Regions from separate parts of the Gossypium hirsutum genome. Here region 2 is linked to region 1. The links are chromatin contacts, called in public Hi-C maps. All regions are on one chromosome and are shown on one strand. The core of a region is the stretch at or near the end of the contact, and the rest is flanking DNA. Distances in the headings are between cores, read along the strand shown.

The links. A called contact is a pair of places that touch in the nucleus more often than the background predicts.
Region 2: a Hi-C map of leaf shows a contact between it and region 1, with 2.1 times the contacts expected there. The contact joins the enhancer-like site here to the promoter of LOC107954904 in region 1. A contact is called at or near these places in 5 of 34 Hi-C or Micro-C datasets (all in leaf).

Annotation. Positions count from the first base shown.
Region 1 is chrD07:48,246,566-48,249,220 of Gossypium_hirsutum_v2.1, reverse strand. It overlaps LOC107954904 (cytochrome P450 714C2), which reads right to left and starts at 1,331. Exons shown (of 5, transcript XM_016890588.2): 1 at 744-1,331; 2 at 389-615; 3 at 25-272. The coding sequence starts at 1,035.
Region 2 is chrD07:48,421,337-48,423,991 of Gossypium_hirsutum_v2.1, reverse strand. No RefSeq gene overlaps it. Among protein-coding and RNA genes, the nearest start is that of LOC121219509, 20 kb to the right of the region's middle. Within about 2 kb of position 1,366, at least 1 of the 9 cell types and tissues checked has an H3K27ac peak or open chromatin away from gene starts, as enhancers often do. A contact at or near this core is called in leaf, where this site is marked.

The sequences.
Region 1 (2,655 bases), core at 82-2,581:
TTGAAATTGCGAAAGAATGCTCACCTCATTCCAGGCACGCCAGTGGATAAACCTTTCTTGGACATGGCCTCCTGTAGAGCTCTTAGCTTCAAGAAGATTTCTTCTCCTTTACAATAATTACTTCCGAAACAGGCTCTTGAGATGACATCTCCAGAGAAGCTTCGCATATACTCGTCAATTTTGATGTCAGCAAGTCCACCCTCGACCTCTATTCTGGTCTTCCAAGAGTCCACTAGCGTAAATGTAGATTCGACAATCAGGTTCATCATTCCCTACAAGAGGTTTTATCTTTGTATTAATGTTTATATACACCTAGTACTGTATGTAGATCTGTAATCATAATCAATTTGATATATTTAGTGAATCATATGTTAATATATATTTATACCTTAACCTTGTCCATGTATAATTCGGGAGCAAGAATTTTTCTCTGATAAGCCCATATTGCCCCATTTGAAGTTAGAATTCCCTGACCAAGCAAAGGACCACGATCCTTTTGTTGATAGGAAGGCTTCCCCAAGGCTAAGGACGTGCATGTAGTAATCTCTTTCACAGCATCAGGTTGATTGACGAACAATATTTGAGTGTTACCAAGAGAAAACACAAATACTTTACCTGAAATTTAATGAAATTACTCCATCACTATCAGTGATAACTATTTTGGTAAATTAATACTCCTAAATTTCATTATAGACACCGACACGCATACAATTAAGAGGTATGCAATACATTATTATACATACCATATTGTTTCCTCCATTGCTCAAGGAATGGAAAGAGTAGCGCACCGCAGTTGTGAGTGGCAGGGTTTTGCATGCTAGGAACCTTAACAATGCTGGATTGTGCCTTCTTTATCTCTCTTATGTTTCCGATTAGCAGACTCGGAGGCGGCCCTTTGATGCCTTGCTTGAGTAATCTTGCTCGGAGCTTCATTGGCTTCACCACCAGCTCATGATACAAACGTAGGATCAATCCAAGGAAAGCAAGCAGCACAAGAGAAACAAAAATGTTGACATAATACTCTGTAAGTTCCATGTCGGAAGTGGTGATGGCTTTGGAGGTTGTTTAGACGCAAAGGGAATTATATACAGGGAAATTAAGGAAGGGAGTAGGAAGGTTTGGTAGCAAAAGAATAAAGAAAGAACTGTATGTAAGACTTCTAATGTATGGTATTTGTGGTCAATGTAGTGTGAAAACCCTTTTTCTAAGGGCCAGTAACATGAAAGGCAGCATGGTTTTGAAGCTTTCTAAGATCCATAGTGAAGGTGCGAAGTTTTGCTTAATTATTTGAAGCCAACAACACAAAAAAAGAAGTGGTTAAGAGCTATTGGGATTCAAGGTCTAAAAGTCTTGTAGTGTATAAAAAACTAATATTAATTATTTGTTGGAATTTGGAAAATTACTTAACTTTTCTTTTAACTGGGAGGAAAATTACTTTACTCACTTTATTTCATTTTTAAATAAAAGACAAAAAAGAGAGCACCAAGTTCGGGGTTATTTCCTTTATTTCTGCCACTACCAAGTGCTAAATGACTAATGGCTCCCCCATGATAAAGTTTGGTTTAAAAAGGTGGAGCCATAGTAAACAATGTCGACCTTAAAGCTTAAAGTCCTATCAATGCTTTGTACGTGGTTTATTTTTTCAATATTATAGATTATATAAGAATAGTTAATTTTTAATGTTTATCCTTATATTTCATTCAAATTTAAGATTTAAGCTCTATATTTCATGTAATAGGTAAATTTAACCTGGGCTCACAAAAAAAAATATACCCAAAATAATAAAATAAAGTCTAAGTCCAGTCCAAAATTATATCATTTGGCCCGATTGGAATGACCCATTACTTGAAAAGGTTGAAGGTCCATCTACAAGCTTGACGCATATGAAAACATAATCTTCAAGGATATGCAATCTTAGATATGATATAATTTAGTAATCTTAGAGATTTAATTTGTAGAAATCCCTTAATCTTAGCTGTTCATGTAATTGATCTGTACCGTTGGATTTGGGGAGGCTCAACTATAAATAGGGGCCTCTCCTTTCATTGTAAAACACTTGAGTTTGGAGCAATAATAATTTTTAAGAGCATTCACTCAAATTTCTCTCTCTTGCGTTCTTATTTTCTGTGGCTTGTTCTTATTTTGTTCTTCGTTCATCTTCGTTTCTTTTTAAGTTGCTTTCATTTGAGTTAGATTTTGGTGGAGGAATTTCGTTGAATCTTCATATTGTGAGAGTTAGGCTGACTTAAGCGTTGTTTTTAACCTTTTATATTTATCCATTTAATTGTTTAATCATTAATTATTCTTTTACTTTTATTCATTTATTTATCCATCAACTTTCTTATTTACATATTGTTCATTCATTTAATCATTCTTATCATTCTTTTATTTTCTTTCATTAATTATATACTTTATTTTTTAATATTATGTCACACATGTTGTTTATTTTTTAAAAACTCGTGTTATAAACCATTCATTTTAAATTGTTTGATTATTTGCTCTCTTTTTTCCATATACTATCTATTATCAATTGCAAATTTTTTTTATACTATCTATTTTATATACCATTTATTTTTAAGATGTTATATGTATAACTTGTTCTAAATTCCTTATTACACAACATTTATTTTTAAACTCATTTATATATTATTACTT
Region 2 (2,655 bases), core at 117-2,616, 170 kb before region 1:
TAATGTATCCAGAAAACTTTAAAATTATTTTAAATAATAGTATTTTAATTTTTCCATTTTTAACAAATATTTTAAATTATTTTCAATCCCTAAGCATTAGCGGCGCTTTACTAAAAACGCCACTAAATCCCCAAAAGCTAAGAAAATGGCGTCGTTGGGCTTAGGTCCCTTTGCGGCGCTTTCCCAAAAATGCCACTAAAGCCCTAAGCATTAGCGGCGCTTACTTAAAAATGCCACTAAAGCCCCGAAAGCTCAGTAAACGGTGTCGTTGGGCTTAGGTTTTTTTGCGGCGCTTTCCCAGAATCGCCACTAAAGCCCGGAGCATTAACGGCGCTTACTTAAAAACGCCGCTAAAGCCCCGAAGCTCAGTAAACGGCGTCGTTTGGCTTAGGTTCTTTTGTTGCACTTTACCGAAAACGCCGCTAAAGCCCTGAGCATTAGCGGCGCTTTCTTAAAAACGCCGCTAAATCCCCAAAAACTCAAAAAATGGCGTCGTTGGTCTTAGGTTTTTTTGTGGCATTTTCGTGAAAACGCCGCTAAAGCAAATCCCCTGAAAGCTCAGAAAACGGAGTCGTTAGGTTTAGGTATTTTGCGGCGCTTTCTGAAAAACACCGCTAATGCTTATTTTCAGCGGTGTTTTCCATGGTGCGCCACTAATGATCGATCTTTAGCGGCGTTTGTCATCCAACCGCTGCTAAAAACGCCGCTAAAAGTCTGTTTTGGTGTAGTGGTTCATTGTTTCAATCACATAAACAACCACCAAATTTTTACTTGTCTTCAAATGTCTCAACAATCTATATATATTTGTACATTATAGCTAGCATTTTACTCATAAAAGTATTATATATGCAGTTTTCTTTTCAATATCTCTCATTTGTTCACCATCATTATTATACATAAGTATCTAGGCCACAACGTAGATCCTATTAAAATCTTTTTTATATACACCTCTTAAAATTAAGGTAAGGGTTTTTTTTTTTTTTTTGGAATTCTTCCTATCTTTCACTCTTCAAGTTTGATTGATGTAATCAATTCCATACCTAACACAAGTTTAACAATGAAGGATATCACCTTTTACTTCTCACTGTTAATTCACCATATCAACCTACACCAAGCACGTCCCTTTCACTTTTATCCAACTTTATGACCAAGCATGGAATCGACCCCTCAAATGCATAATTGACGTCAATGTTTTTTATTGCACTTTTCCTATATGTTACGGCAAAGAATGGCTTGGTGTACTCAAAAAAGGAGAGAGTGTTGGCAACTTGCCATCCCCTGACAAGCATGTATAACTTGTTATTACACTTTTCCTAGATGTTACGGTAAAAGAATCGCTTGGTGTTTTCAGAAAAGGAGAAAGAGTTGGCAACTTGAGATCCCCACTCAAGCATCTATATATATAGAAAGAGTATACATAAGACACTGTAGATATGAGACCTTAGATTTTAAACAGCTAGCTTTTTCTTTTTTGGCATGGACGGTGGGGGAGAAAGAAAGAGTACAAAGTAATGAGAAAAAGGAAGTTTTTTTTTTTTTGGTTTTGTATTATTTATTAAGGGGTTAAATTACTATGCGGCACTTATATTTGGTTTGAATGTTCTATTTGGTATTTGGATTTTTGTTTCAAATTGGTACCTGAATTATTTGAAATTGATACTTGATTTTTTTTTATCCCCTATAAGTACCTAAATTTAATTTAAATGTTCAATTTTGTACATGATTTTCCTTTGTCCCAATTTAAATCCCTGTATTTTTATTAGAGCACACATGTCAAATATTAATTGGACCTCATAATATTGTTTAATTTAGATATTAAATTGAACATTGAAGCCAATCTTAGATACCGCAATGTGACAAATGATAAATTAAACCTTTATTAAATATTTAAAATATTTTAGATTTATTGTTATGAACATATAACTTTTTATGCATTAACAATTCACCTTTTTTTTTTGACATAATCATTTCATTCTGTATATTTTTTTATTCATTTGCTGTTGTGTTTACGTCATGTATTAATTATTGGAATAAAGTTATAGTTATTCTCTAAACTTGATAAATCCTCATAATTAGGTTTTAAATTTTTTTATTTATATTAGTCTCAAAATTTGATAGTTTTTCCTAATTTGATCATTAAACTTGAATTCGTTGTGCCATGTCATAACTTGATTATTTTTTTCTATATTTTTGTCTTTTTAGATTATATATGTTGAAACCACTTTTTAAAAACAAAAATAGTGTCGAATTTTATTTTGAAAATAAAAATAAAAAGAACGGGAGTTGTCACCGACATTTTTTGAGGTGTGATCGGATCGCCTTGCAATTCAATCGTTTTGATAAAATGTTTTAATTTTATAATGATTTTGGTCTACGGAATTCAAGAAAAACAGGCTCGGGAGTCAGTTACATGCAAAGAACGATTAGCACCCTCGTCATGCCCAAAATTGGTACCTAATTGATTAATTGATGTCTTAATGTCGAAAAATTGAAAATTCGAAAAGAAATTTTAAAATATGATCCTTTTATTAAAATTACTTAAAAATTTAAGGAATGGTGTATTTCCCGTTAATCGAGAACAAGAACTATATCCCATGAGTTATGACGCAATATCTTAAATCCCGAAACAAGAATAAACACCAAAATTTATTTATT